Linked DNA regions of Rattus norvegicus: region 2 is linked to region 1. The links are chromatin contacts, called in public Hi-C maps. All regions are on one chromosome and are shown on one strand. The core of a region is the stretch at or near the end of the contact, and the rest is flanking DNA. Distances in the headings are between cores, read along the strand shown. Region 1 holds the start of Ncald (neurocalcin delta). Region 2 has its middle 66 kb from the start of Ncald.

The links. A called contact is a pair of places that touch in the nucleus more often than the background predicts.
Region 2: a Hi-C map of the A7r5 cell line shows a contact between it and region 1, with 2.4 times the contacts expected there. The contact joins the enhancer-like site here to the promoter of Ncald in region 1. A contact is called at or near these places in 2 of 12 Hi-C or Micro-C datasets (the A7r5 cell line and the Rat2 cell line).

Annotation. Positions count from the first base shown.
Region 1 is chr7:70,508,733-70,516,530 of GRCr8, reverse strand. Ncald (neurocalcin delta) reads left to right here and starts at 2,767. Exons shown (of 4, transcript NM_001024371.1): 1 at 2,767-2,911.
Region 2 is chr7:70,575,551-70,583,348 of GRCr8, reverse strand. It overlaps a transcript of Ncald not described here. Among named protein-coding and RNA genes, the nearest start is that of Ncald, 66 kb to the right of the region's middle. Within about 2 kb of position 3,313, at least 8 of the 93 cell types and tissues checked have an H3K27ac peak or open chromatin away from gene starts, as enhancers often do. A contact at or near this core is called in the A7r5 cell line, where this site is marked.

The sequences.
Region 1 (7,798 bases), core at 1,518-4,017:
GAGATAAGATTTGAAGCAGAGAGCTCCGAGAATAGATACAGAGCCTCCCACTGGTGTGAAGACAGTAGAGACCCTGACATCACTGCCATTACTGCCTAGCAGTGTTGGGGTTTTAGGGCTGATTAGAATTATCTCCTCGAGGCACGAAGCACATGCTAGCTGAGGCATGCAAAGCTCATTCATCGACATTTACCATGTATTCCTGGCAAAGCAGTCAGACTAATAATAGGTGGACCTGCCTTAGTTTGGGCAAGTAAAATTATTGGGGAGACCTGTGTTTGAGTGCCTATTTTAAAACCAGGTGAATCACCTTCACCTCAAAAGTGACCTGGCATTCAGAAAAAGAGATGACGCGTTCAGTGTGATGCCGTGTCTCGGGTGAAGGCACTTGTGTGCTGCCTGTTCCTTTAGATTAATTTGCTAAACGTCTGAGCTCCAAGGAGATCATGCTATTGTTTTATACCCTACAGAAGTCTGCTTCCTTCCTTATATATTAGCAAAAAGTCTCCATCCTGTGTGGTATACAGAAGAGAATGGGTGCCTGCTACAGGAAACAGATCTTCGTACACACATCTTCTAGTGGTAAATAATGGTCCACTGGCTGACTTAATATACCAGCAATTTAAACCTAAGTCTGCATACGGTGAAGCATACTTACAAAATGATCGGAGAGCCAGGCATGATGACTCACACCTTTAATCCCAACACTCACAAGGCAGAGGCAGATAGATCTCTGAGTTTGAGGCCAGCCTGGTCTACAGAGTGAGTTCCAGGACAGCCAGAGCTACATAGCGAGACCCTGTCTTGATACAAAAATGATAGGAGACCCGGAATGAAGGTGTACTAAGCTTTGCCGGGTTTTAAACGAATCTGTTTAAAGTATTGAAATGGAGAGGTTTCTGAGAATTTCTTGCTTCAGAGGACATCACCTACTGGTAGAGAGTGACATTGCAGTTTTATTCTCTTGATGTTAAACTGTAGCCTGCGTAGCTTCAGAGGCTGGGCTAAGAGTCAGGCAGCCACAGGGAGAGCTTGATCCCTGGGTGCCTACATCTTCTCGGGCTTCTTCCCTCCTAACCCATTGCTAGGACCCACACATTGAAACAGAAAACCAGAACTATAAACGGAATGCAAATCTGGAAAATAGAACTGTTGCTTAAGTCTGCCCCTTATAAGGCATTCAAACCAATCTGCATACATACTGGGTTCATCTGCTGCCATTCTAACAAGCAGGTACATCCCCAACCGTCATCAGTCTGAAATTCAAGGATCTGACTCTTAACTTTGCCTTTTCCTTTGCCAGGGTACAACCAACAGCATCAGAGAAATAACTTCTGATAAAAATCCATCTTCTCTCCTCCTTGGGGAAGTCAAGGACGATGAAGAAAAAGATAGAATGGGTGCTTCTGTGGCCAAGCACATTGGACATTAGTCCTGTGAAAAAATCAGTTGCTACTCTACTTAAAGAGGTTTTGTTCTGTGACACAAGTGTAGTTTTACCAACTGGCCTCAGAGTTGCTCATATCTCATAGTGTGTATGCACACACATTTATGTGTGTGTGAACATGTGTGCATGCTTGCGTGCCTGTGTGTGTGTGAGTGTGTGTGTGTGTATGTGTGTGTGTGTGTGTGTGTAGTCCTAATGACCCAGGCACATAAGGGTCCTTTTAGAACAACCTCTTTCTTCTCCTCACCTTTTAGCTCCCTTGTTTTTTGAATGAGTCCACATTTTCTAAAAGGCTTTTTCCATAATACCTTCCTTTGGGTTTCATTTAATTTTGTTTAATTGGCTTCCTGTTAATTAAGAATGAGAACGAACTGGGTCATATGCACTCAAAGAGCTAAAGATCAGCTAAAGTGGCCCTGAAGGAAATAAAGCTGTAATTTGGGAACAGGTGAGCTGCACCGTTTACTCCTCAGTGGTGGGCAGATTCCTCTGACCTCAGTGTCCATAGGATGCTGAACCAATCATTCAACATGAAACTCCCTCAATCTGTTATGGACCCAAGGGTTGTGGGAGGGAGAGCTTGGGACCCGCTATGAGTCCAGCCCCTTTTCTCATAATCTTCAGGTCCTTTTAAAGTTGTGTCCTTGCGGAAGTGTTCTGGACATCATTTTTGCAACGAATTTTAGGTGGCATAAAACCTTGGATTTATCTACCCTGCTTTCTACACCACGCTTCCTGTCAGGATTCTTCAGCCACTCCATCTTTTATCAACATGATAAGAATTCAGCTTCAGGAATATACAGTTTTTCTACCAACAACCCCTTAAAAGATGTTTTCCCTCAGTTTATTTAGAGGAGAATTTGATTCACTAAGAAAACTATCTCATGAATGTTGGCAGTTTCTTTCCTCGACTGGAGGGGGAGGGGCTTTGTGCTGTGATAGTAAGACCAGGGGTCACACCATGCATTTTCTGGCAACCGGAGAAAGGACAGGCAGGCTTTAATGGTGAAAGTTGCAGGCACTCGTGAGTCACAACTTTGAGGGTTGAGATTCTGTCAGGCGCTATTCACAATGGTTTTGCACTCTGTATATATACACACATGCACACACAGAGACGCGCGTGTGCACACACACACACACACACACACACACACACACACGAGCACACACATCAGTGACAGATGACCTATTGAAATAATTTCAGAGCCAGCCTGTGGTTGCTACGACAACCAATGCTCTCTTGGCTTTTATCTGGCCATGTGACAGGGACTTTGACGTCAGCCAGAGGCAGAGTCTGTGGCTGAGTCCGCACAGTCAAAGGCTTGTGAGAATCTGGTGGATGCTGGACCTTGCTGCTGCTGCCACCGTGCCGCTGCCGCTATTGCTGTCACTTCTGCTGTGGCTGTTGCTTCCCAGGGGCTGCAGGAGCATGGACTACTAAACCCCACACTTCTTCAGCTTGAGGTAATCGGTTTGCTTTATACACAGGAGTTCCGTGTTTTCACAGCCCCTGGTGGCTTTCCCTCCCCTCGTAACCTCCTACAACTTTGCCTTCAAGAGCAGTTACTGACGAACCCAGCCAAAGAATGTGAAGCAGCTCCCAGTCACGAACTGCAGGCAGTCTCAGGAACTTGGTTATATTTGGATTAATGTCCCATGGAGTAGGTTAAAATGTAATCTTCCTTGCGAAACGCTTACTAACGTATGTTATTTAGAAATTCTCATTTTGCAGGGTGAGCCAAATTTGCTCCCTCGAATTCTAGGAATCCCTCCTTCAGTTGTTGTTTGGGGTTTGGTGACTCCAGCACCGCCTTGCAGGGAGCAGCTAACTTTTCCTTGTTGCTGCTGCTGATTCTGCGTCAGCCCACAGCAGTCTGGAATTCGGTTTCTACCTCACTTGCAGCGTGTATAATTAGCTACAATGGGAACCGTGAGAAAAGGCTCTAGACTTTGAAAGTTGTGGTTAGTATTGTAAAGGGAGCTTTTGATACTTTGTAAACAAGAGGGGAACTGTCAACAGCTTCCTGTTTAGAGAGAAAGAATCTGCAATGTGCCAAGGAAGTTGGGGTGGGACCTTTACGTGTGTATGCCTGTGGTTGTTTTGTGGGTGTTACTGCGAAGTGCTATTTTGTGGCTCTCTCTGAAAACCCGGCTGAAGAGGAGGGGCTGGCTGGCCTTTTCTAAGGAGCTCTGTAAGCTGGTTCTGATCTTTATTCTTAAAAATAATTATCTTGAGAAGAAAAAAGCCTGGAACTAAATATACATTGATGCGAGGTCTACCTTAACTGAAATGTAGATTTAAAATGCTGGATAAAAATTTGCTCCAGGTCTTTTTTGAGCAATTCGGTAACTCTGATTCGCAAGGATTTCTCCAACACGTCATGCTCCCGGAGGCTGTGTGTGCATTGCTGTGGTTCTGCCAGCATCTTCTGCAGCTTGTAATTTCAAGGAAACCTCAGGCTCCGAAGCAAACAGAAGCCTAGATTGACAAACAGGTTTCTACATCTTAGAGATGTAACAGCAATGAGGCATGTTTTAGTTAGCCATCTGGGATAGGACCAGCGTCTGAAGGAACATAGACCGACACACTACATATGTGCTCTGTGGGTTGGTGATATAGTTATATTTTAGTTTGTTTTTTTTGTTGTTGTTGTTGGGTTTTTTTGTTTGTTTGTTTTGTTTTGTTTTTTGCTTATGTTACTGGGTTCGGAATTGTGTGTTCTATGTTTTGCTCTCATGGGGGAGAAATCTGAAAGCCCTTAGCTGCAGAAGTAAATGAATAACTGCTTGTATCAATTCTTTCCTAAGCAGCTTTCAGTGAATGGACCTTTTGATCAGGGCTTCCATTAGGATTGTCCACTGTCTGATGTGCTTGTACGTACCATGAATTTACTAAGACATCTTCCAGTCATTTAACTGACCTCACAGTTCTCGTAACCCAGACACTACCACTTTAATGTGTCAACTGGTGCGTGACATTTCAGTTGAGCAGGGAGAGGACCAGGTAGCACTGTCATTTATAGGCATCTCTTGTAGCATACACTTGGTGCTTAACTTTTCTTGTCCCAACTATGATACCTTCATTCATTTTTTCTTGGTTCTCTCCCTGGGTTTTAAATTCACAACATGATTATGTACGACAGCCTCTTGCATGAGACTGGATTCCAACAATAAAAAATGTGAGAGAGAGTCGGTGTTAGTGGCAAAATGTCGGTGATAAAGTTGGGAAAAGAGCCTCCATGATGAGAAGAGAGACTTTCAAAGCCATGAGCCAAGGGCCCTTTTTTTTTTTTTTTGGGGGGGGGGGCAAAAAGAGGAAAAGGGGGTTCTCAAGAACCATCTACCTGCAGCCGTGAGTGTGTGCTGCTTTCAAGGTCAAGTGTGTTTGGGCCTCAGAAGATGCCAGCATGGAATGATTTACTCTAGAAACCTGGCTGCTGAATTATTAAAGGGCTCTGTGTCTGGTTTCAGGAAACCTTAACCCTTTCAGTGCCATGAACATGTCTGGCAGTCTGGTAATGCCTGTGGACTCTTTTTCAGAATGATATATGAAATGCATAAGACAAAGTGTGCTGGGTTGCAAAGGGAACTACTTTTCATTAAAATGTATCTTTAAAAGGAAAAGAAAAGAAAAAGAGGCTATGAGTTTGAAAGAGAGGGGGAGGGGAAGAGGGAGCGGAGAGGGTATATAGAAGGGGTTGAGGGGAGGAAAGAGAACAGGAGAGGTAAGTTATTATCGTATAATCTCAAGACATAAAAAATAATAAAAACAAAATGTACCATCTTTTAATTATGATGGGATAATTGCTTTGTTAATATGTTATTAAGTCGTATACCTGACCGGCACGTGCAGTAGTTACCACAGTACTGAGGCGGTGCTACTCTCGAATGCTGTTTTGAAATAGAGTTAGTCTAAGAACTGCAGTATAAAATGCAAATATCTGTGATTCGTCTTGGCAATATCCCAGGCACTGTGGTTTGTGACCCACATTTTAATGGAAGGAAATACTAAATTTCAGTTTGGGGTGTGGAAACAAAAGATGTCATGTTTTTAACCACCAAAGTTCTTGGGGTTCTTCTGAATTCTATCTGCTTTGGAGGTAACTAACATGTGAGCTTGTGGGGCCAGAGGACGTAGAACCCCCTGGACAGAGTCTATAACCTCATTTCGGTTCCACAGCATCTGATTTTATTCTTGGACCATGAGAATTTCACAGTGTACTCTAAATACCTGGTATGGACAGGAACGGCTGCTATCTGCAACTCGCCTCTAATACCCCACCGACTCCATCTTTACTTGTCTTCGTTGCCTGCACTGAGGAACTCTTACCTGGGTAGATATGGGTTATGAGGAAAACAGAGTATTGGCAGGTCACTCAAGTTCAAACCAGGCACCACAGAGAACCGTCACTGTTTACAAAGAGACCTTTATCCACACAGGGAAGATAAGTGAGCGGTGCTTATGTGAAGCATGCTGGGAAAAGGAGGCCCTTCCCAAAAGAGCAGAACTGGATGCACAACGTATTTAAGGTCGAGCAGGAGGTATAATCACTATTGTTTACTGTGTGTCAGAGAAGCTCTCGTTCCCTACATTGTTTTGAATGAGAAAAAAATAGTGTTGACTTTCCTCTGTGCAACGAGGGAAATTTGCTGTCCATTGGCTGCTGCCACAGTCCTGTGTTTCGAGAGACCAAAGCCACCCTTTCAGTTATACCAGCTCCTACCTCCCTGGCAGTGTAGAAGAATGGAGCTAAGATGGTTTTGCACTAGCTGTTGTTTAAACTAAATCCAAATCCCTTGCATTTGAAATGGAAGCTGAGTAATTTTTCCTGTGGCCTCAGAGGGATTACGAAAGAGGATGTTCTCAAATAGTTCTTGCTCTTTGGATTAGAAAAAACACCTGCTTGGAGCCTGGGTCTCTGTGGCAACCTGCAGGGAAACTTGGAGAAAGTCTAACATCCCCAGCTGTCCTTTGCTTCTAGATGGAGGTGTTGGAAACCTCGGCAGGGAATGGAATGTGTCATTATTTTTTACGAAGTCAACTTTTCTTTAAATGGTGTCTTGGGATGGAAAGCAACTAACAACAGCATTACAAAATTCAGCATATTTTTACTGTCTCCATAAGAGACGCCATGAAAGTTAGTGTCCATTGAGACTTTCATACAGAAGTTGTATGATAAATATTGAGTTCACTGGTGCTATATTCTCCAGACCAATACAGTTTTTCATCTTTGTGCTTAAATGTATGGCTTTTTGTGAACTATGTCTATAGATGCCATTGATGTCGCGCTGAAATGGCTCAGTGCTTAAGAGCATGTGCTGCTCTTGCAAAGGACGTCAGGTCCCAGAAACCATGTCAAAGGGCTCACAACTGCTTGTAATTCCAGCTACAGGGGGTCTAACAGCTTCTTCTGGCCTCCACAAGCACCTGCACACATGTGCCATACACTCACACAGGCACACACGTGTGTATTAAATAGAAATGACAATTTTTAATTAATCATCCTATGTTAATCTAGAATGGAACAGACTCCTGTCATGATAAAGTCCTATATTTGACTGCAGGCAAGAGATTGCTAATGTGAAAGACATTCCTGCTGTTGCCTTTCTTAGACGGAGGCTTTTCTCAGTCTGTGAGTTCTGGTCAGCAACTCCAGCAGAGCCGAGACCTGCACATCCTCCTTAAGCAGATGTCCTGGTTACTATTGCTGTGACGAAAATACCCAACAAAGACAAATTAACAAGGGACAGATTCGGCCAGGCACGGTGGCACACACCTTTAATCCCAGCACTTGGGAGGCAGGCAGATCTCTGTGAGTTTGAGGCCAGCCTGGTCTACAAACCAAATCCAGGATACACAGAAAAACCTTATCTCAAAAAACAAAACAAACACAAAATAAACAGACACAAAACAACAACAACCAAAATAAAGGGAGGTGTTGTGGCTCACAGTTAAAGGGATGTGGTCCACCATGCCAGGGGCAGGATGACAGCAGGACCACAAGGCAGTTGGTCACATCACATCCTCAGTCAGGAAGTAGACCCAGATGAAGGCTGTTTCTCAACTTGTTTCCTCCATTTTCATTTAGTCCAGGGTCCTGGCTCATAGGATGATGCTTCCCACAGTTAGGGTGGATTTTTCCACCTCGAGTTACCCCATAGATTTATCTCCTAGGCGATCCTAGATCCTGTCACGCTGAAAATCACAACTAACCACTACATCATGTTAAACATTTTAAATGATGACTCTGAAATGTTTTAATTTCTGTTACACGTGTATTGGGCATAAATGCCAAAGAGTATGACTGTGTGCTGTGTGCTAAGGGGACTCCCATAGACCACAATCAGTTC
Region 2 (7,798 bases), core at 2,064-4,563, 66 kb before region 1:
TGGGCACACCACTGACACTGTCCTCACTCTGAGCAGTTGTTGTTTCTGAATTAATTGCTGTTTGTTGCATAAAGATGATGCCTGAGAGTCCCAGGAATCTATTGTCATACAGATATGAATTTAGAGGAAACTTTAACCTATGTCCGTTTAGCAAAATAGTCATAGTAAGTTCCTCCTGAGGCCTGTAGGTGGACTGGTCTTTAATAGAAGTTTATTGAGGAGGCACAACCTGTCTGAAGGACATATTGTCTGTGCATCAGGCAATGGCTGATGCCTCCTGCTGAGGTAGAAGCTTCCCCAAACAGGGTCAAGAAATGAATGAATTTAGAGTCCAAACATGCTGACATCTGTACCGAATTCTTCCACTTTCTAACTGGAGTTCAGAGCAAATGATTTACCTTCTCTGAACCACAATTCTTCATCTGTGGCTAAAAACCACATAGTCCCTTCGTCATAAAGTTATGGTAGGAATAAGTGAGATCACGTTAGGGAGAGTGTCCAGACCACTTCCTGTACAGAGAAAGCCCAAGTTAGCCATTATTAATATGAAGTTATGTTATTTATGTCATGATGCAATAATAATAAAACATTAACACAGGAATGTGCTTAGCCCGGCACAAATTTAGATTTAAGGTCCCTCAAGAAGAGCTGGTTTTCTTTTTCGTCCTTTCTATACTTTTACTGACCACTTTGTTTTCTGTCTCTAGTGCCCTTTCTCTTCCACTTAGGGACACAAGAATTTTTAAATTCAGTAGGTACAATTGTTCAGCTAAGACCTTCACTTGGACTAAAACAGATTCGTGAGAAATATTGAATGATGGTCACCAGGCTACAGCTGCCCAAATAAGTCCTGGAAACCATTCCCACATGTATTCTATCATCCTGAGCTGCTACTGATTCAGCACTGGGACACCGATGCTTTACAACTCCAGTGATCAAATACCTCACCGTTGTTAAGATGTCAGCCTTCCCAATGGGAAAGATTTGTGTCTCCTTTTACTCAGTGCTAACGCTCCAGTGTCTAGAGAGCAACCATGCAAGTCCTTAAGCTGGTTCACAGTCCAATCTCACCCACCTAGAGTTGCTTCTCTGATTTGATTTCTCTTAAATCAAGCTAAATGTCCCCAGAAGGCTAGGCCTTGCTGGAAACCAGAAAGACTCATTCAGCAGCAGTGATGTGATAGTGGGTCTAGAATGACTAAAGGTTGTCTTTAAGCTTTAGCTCGACTGCTCTTCACTGGGACAATACTGGGACTAATCAGGGTGAACGGTTAGCCTCCAAACAGTAAAGAACGGACCAGTGCTTCCAGTGGGGGACTTCATGGAAAGGCTGTCCTTGACTAATTGCTTAATCATTCAGAAGTGATGATTTACAGACTTTGTCCTCAGTATGAAATTGTGAATTCTAACCCATTGAATCATAGGGAAGCAGCTGCTTTCCCACCCTCTGCTCCGTACTCAAGGCTTCTGAAGAGAAGGAAAGAGAGCCATGGCTGAGCCACCTTTCCCCGACTAACTCATTCCCTTAAACAGTTTCCCAAGCCTTAATCACCTGAGTCTTAGCTTCATGATTTTTCACTGTATCACATTCTATTTCTGCTATTTGTGTTTGGTTGTTTGTCTTTCCCATTAATTAATTTACTTGTTCAATTTACATTCCAATCACAGGCGCTCCCACTCCTGACCCCCTCCTCAAATATTCTCTTCCTCTAAGCCACCTCCCCTTCTCTGAGAGGGTGGAGGCTCCCTCTGGATACCCACCCCACCCCCACAAACTTGGCACATCAAGTCTCTGCAGGGGTAGGCACATCCTCTCCCACTGATGCCAGGCAAAAGACACCAACCCACCCGTAAGATTTTCAATCAAAAATTTGTTCTGTCTATGAGAAATGCAGGGACAAAGATGGAGCAGAGACTAAGGGAACAGCCAACCAATAACAGGCCCAACTTTAGACCCATCCCACAGGCAAGCACCAGTCTCTGACACTATTAATGATGCTCGGTTATTCTTGCAGACAGGACCCTCCCATAACTGTCCTCTCAGAGGATCAGCCCAGCAGCTGACTGAAACAGATTCAGAAGCTCACAACTAAACATAGGATGGAGCTTGAGGAGTCTTATGGCAGAGTTAGGGGAAGGATTGAGGGCCCCGGAGGGGATAGAAACTCCCCAGGAAGACCAACGGAGTCAACCAACCTGGACCCTTCTGGGTTCTCAGAGACTGAACCACCAACCAAAACAGCATGCACAGACTGGACCTAGTGTATCCCCCGACAACTGGAGCAGAGATTATCCTAAAAGCTGATATCTATGCTATTTTTAAACTTAATATCTAGGGCTGGAGAGATGACTCAACAGCTAAGAGCACTGGCTGCTCTTCCAGAGGACCTGGGTTCAATTTCCAGCACCCACATGGCAGCTCACAACTGTTTGATGCCAATGCATATTAAATAAAATTCTTAAGAAATAAACTTAATATCTCTTTAAAAAGACTCACTTCCTCTTTATGCATTGACTTGACATGTGTCCCACAGAGCACTTCCTATGAACTTGCCAGTTAAATGTGCCAATTCTATTTTTCCTCAAGTACATTAAAACAAGAACACTGCTATGCGTCACCATGCAATCCACCACTTAGATTGGCTTCTGGTAACACTCAGGGGATGCAGGGGATGCAGGGGATGCAGGGAAAGCAGGGGAAGCAGGGGATGGGATTCCCAGAAATCTTCCTGCATCCTCAGTGCTTGATAACCTGACAAACAGTCTTGGCTTGAAAGACAAATTCGGTGCCACCAGCTAGCAATGAACTAGATTCTTTTTCTAGCGTCCTTTGATGAGGCATTATCATAATACAGATCCGATGGACTCAGGCCCACACATTCTCAAGAGTTAGCTATATTTAAAGAGTAAATGCTTAAAAAACAACCCTCAGAATTTTCTGAATTACAGAGGAGTTAAACTGTCTAGGAACATCTTCCTTGGCACACAGCTGAAGTAAACGCTGGCAGAGGGGCATAGCCCTGCTAAGACTTGTGTCCGGTCTCCTCTGCAGTGCACTAGGCTTTTGCAGGGGCTGGTAGAACTTCCATGATGGGGAGAGAAGCACTGTAAGGATCCAAGTTAACTGCCCAGAGAGCAGTCTTGGAGAACCTCTACCACTTTGCATTTTCCCAGACTTTTCTACTTACTGTCGCTATGGTTTCCCGACTTTTCAAAGGCACAGGGACTGATGAGGAAACTGACTGTGGGCCTCAGAGAACAGACTCTGCCAAAATACAAGAACTTTGTTAACTGCCAAGAACGCCGTTGGTCACCCTTTCCGGGAGGAATGCAGGGAAACCTCAAGAATTAAATTCCGCTTGAAGCACATGGAGCATAGTCTCATATTCTGTTCTCCTGAACTAGTGTATTTATAATGCGCTCTTGGTTTCATTCCAGTCTTGCAGGGATGCCCCCTTGACATTAGACTGGCTGGTGTGTTCCTAGATACATTATGGACACTTCCCTCTCTCCTTGTCCGTTTTGATCAGATCATTCTTACTTAAGGTCTTCTTTCCTCATGCATCTCCCTTCTTCATTTAACATTTTAATGACCTACTCATTTGTCTTGGGTGTATGAAGCTTTGACCGCAGTTCCATACATGTGAGTACTGCATTCATGCACAGTGCTTTGGACATCAGAAGAAGGTGTTCTAGCTCCTGGAGCTGGAGTTACAGATTGTTGTGAGCCACCATGGGGGTGTTGGGAACTGAACCTGGATCCTCTGTAAGAGCAGCACATGCTCTAACCACTGAGTCATCTCTCCACTCAACCCACCTTACTTTGTTTTGGTCTAAAGCAGACCCTCGAACAAATTTCATTTCTCCAAAACTTTCTTTTCGTAATAAATGGAGTTCTTTTGGCTTTTCAAGATCATGTCAAAGCTTTCTCCAAAGCAAACAATCATATAGAGTCTGTGGGTCTTGGAGGCAGCAGTGGTAGACTGGGCCACTCCCAGAAGTTAATTCTGACCATGGTGTACATCACCAAATGACCTTGAGCTCCAGGCACTCCTCGTTACTTTTGCACAGTCCTGGGATAATTCAATAAAGGAACAGAAAAACCCAAAGCAAAGCCAAACTAAACCAAAAAGCTCTTGGATTCCTGTGTGGTCTTCCGTGTGTGATTTCAATTCTTATTTATTTCATATGAACTTGATGTGAGCAAATCAACTCCAGTGACTATATACACACCCACGCCAGAACTGAAAAGAATCCCCTAGGAGAAAACAGGAACCTTGGGAAGCCATTTTCTTATTGGGCTTTTGATCTGATTACCCTTGGAAACAGATGGCTATTTGGTTGGGGACAAAGCCACTTCTCCGCAGATCTAAGCCACTAAGGCAGTCATTGCTGTGGGGTATCACTTATAAGCTTATGACATGAGAAGGGCCACAGAAGGCTGAGAAACAAAGACGACCGTCCCTGCTTCTACAAATTAGCATGGCACCCATGCCGACGGCCTGATGTGTTTTCTGTTTTTAATTTCCTCAATTTTCAAACTGTAGGAGAACATAATATGCTTCTGTTTCCTAGAAACAGAAAACACAAGTAAATATTAGAGAAATTTGATATAGAGAAAGTGGGTTTGAAGCTTCTCAAAAGGATGCACCAAATGAAGCCACAGTAATGCTGATCTTCCCTGCATCTGGTTTAACCAGATTGGAAGGCCTCAGTCTTCCTGGACAATGCCCGCGTAGTCCCATGGGTCACACATAAGTACAGGGATAAATAACACCGTGCCAGCTGTGCTACGTAGCATGGCGTAGATGTAGGATATGAACTGGTGGTGAATTGGTGAGGTAGAACATGGCACACCTTTAATCTCAGCACGTGGACGATGTGGGGGGCAGAGGCAGGAGGATCTCTGAGATCAAGGACTACCTGGTCTACAATTCCAGAACAGCCAGGGCTACTGTCTTGAAAAGCAAATAAACAAACTAATAATAAAAATAAAAATAATAGTAGTAGCAGTATTAATAATTTTAAAAAGCTAGAATATATGAGCAAATTTAAACCCTTCAGTACATAGCACATGTATTTATTTATTTATTTATTTATTTATTTATTTAATTTTGAGGCTGCATTATGGCATAGTCTGTCAGTAATGGTGCCTGAGGCAAGCATTTCAACATGTCACCCTGGGACCTGTTGCCTTTTCTTCCCTTCCCACTCCTTGATCTCTTGTCAGGATACTCAGGCATGCATTCTGAGCTAGCTTCTATGACACAATCTAGCAAGTTAAGGATCTAAACCATGCCAGTTTGTATCTCACTGTTCTGAAAGTTGGAGTCTGGACAGAGCAGGGCTCCTTCAGGAAGCCTAGAGGGGAAAACCCATCCTTAGTCTTTTCTGGAGACTGCCTGCATTCCTTGGCTCACAAACCCTCTCTCACCATTCCAATCATTTGCTCCTGAGTGTTCACCTCAGCTTTTGAGCTGATCCTTCAGCATCTCTTATAGAGACTTTTGTAATTACAGAGGTCCACCAGGGAGTCCAGGTTGATCTTCCCATCTTGAGAGCTTTGACACATCCTATTTCTGAACCTTCTTTCCATGTAAAGAAAGTATTTGCAGGTTCTCGGCTAGGAGGTAAACATCTTTAGAAGTTTTCCTCATACAGGACCCTACTGTTCCACCTTCCCCTCATACAGGACCACCCTGTTCTATCCCCTCACCCTCATATGTATATACATGTGTACATACACCTATCCCCATACATACACACATGTGTATACACACACTACACATACACAACACACATGTATATACACACACTATACTACACACACATACACACACACACACACACACACACACACACACACACACACACACACAGGCAAAGGCTACCACAAGTCCTAAAAGTAACTCAAGTAACTCAGGCCAACTGGACAGGGAATTGTGGGATGCCAAATATCCAGAGGATGAGGGTTTAGAAGGTCAATTTGAGTTTAATAAGGGCACATAGTTTGGGGGCTGGGACCCTTTGACCCCAAAGGATCACAGACAAATGAAGGCAGATGCACCATCTGAAGCTGGGGCTGTTACTGGAGATGGTGCTGATTTTGCCAACAGACAGTGTAAATGGAAACCTAGAGCTGAGCTATAGTTAATGGGAGCAGCCCACTCCCCTAAAGCAGACAGCAGAAATGCAGAGCCAGACTACAGAGTCCAGCCAATCTGCGTCGAGGCTATCATGTGTGTGTGTGTGTGTGTGTGTGTGTGTGTGTGTGTGTGTGTGTGTACATGTATATATATATGATATATAATAAATATATATATATAATTTTAAGTATTGTACATTTTGTGCCACCTGGGAAAAAATAACGTGAAGTTGTAAGACATGGTAAGACCCTGGCTCATAATAAAATAACCCACATGAAAGCACCCATAATTAATCCTACTCGCTTCAGTCAGCCTGGGATTCCTGCACCCTCACAGGCTGGTGGCACTCCCTGCAGTCTGGTTGAACATTGAGTTGCTCGTGTATGGAGGAGACTCATTTCCCACACCTGATAGGCTCTCTGGGAAAGTCTGGGGTGCAGTGCAGGGTTGTCTTCATCAGTGACTTGTGGAAAGCTCTGTGTGTCCCTGTGTCACCCGGGTATGGCAGTAAGTAGCCTAGCTCTGTGTTTCAGGAGCTTGATTGGAGCTAATGGTAATGACAGAGTGTGTCTCAGAGTCTAGCACGAGAGGGTGCTCTGATTGCTGATTAGCATAGTTCTCTGCCCCGCAGTGTGTTAGAGTCGCATGAGGAACTTTTAAAAGAAAAAACCCTAATGTCTCAGCCCCAGCCTCCATGAAATTCTGACTTCACAGCTGAGGACTAGCCTTAGCATCACAAGTTTCGAAGCCCCCTCTCCCTGGGTACTTGAATCATCACCCTACTTTGCTCTTTCCCACCAACCCTTCCTCTGAATGCTCACACATTTCACTGCTTCCTCTGGGTCTTTGTCAAATGTCACTGTCTCCAGGAGTGCTTCTTTCACCCTCTGCCTAAATAGTTCCCTATCTGGCCAGGGTCACTCTTTTCCCTCACAGTGGGTTTGTGTCTCTTGAAGCACTTTTTGACATGATTTCACCACAGCTGCCATGAGGAACAAATGAGTTCCCCCTCTTCCCATCTGAGGTGCTCCCCCTCTTTCCATCTAGAGGTGACTCCCCTCTTTCCTGAGTTGGGTATTCTCCTTGAATCTTCTTTTCATCTTCCCTGATTTTCCCAGTTGCTTTGAAAAGGAAAATAGGGGCCATGCTTCCTGGGAAGTATCTTGACACTGGATACATCAGAGGTAATTATGTTTGACACGCATGAAAACATACCATAATCAAATTCATGATGTAGAGATTAGCTTCATTGCTCTAATTACTTACAGAGGCTCGTTTTCCCTCAAGAAGTCAGGGTTCCAATGTTGGCCTTGAAAGTTTTTCATTCTGGTTTCTAAAACTCTTTTTATAATAACCTACTATTTCTTTCTAGAAACTTCTAGATCATCTCTGTTATTGACATTCTGAAAATGTCAAATAATATCTCCTTTTCCCTTAAGTTTTTGGCACAGAGACTTACTCTATGGCCCTGGATAGCTAGGACTCACATCCTAGTGCTGACTGTCCCAGAGCTCATGTGATCGTCTTGCCTCATACCCACCTAACATGACTGATATAGATGTTGTCTGAGACACTGTATCATGTCTGTGAGCACATGCAGCGAAGAAACACAGTTGCTGTTGATGTAGAAAATTTCTTCTTGTAATGTTTCA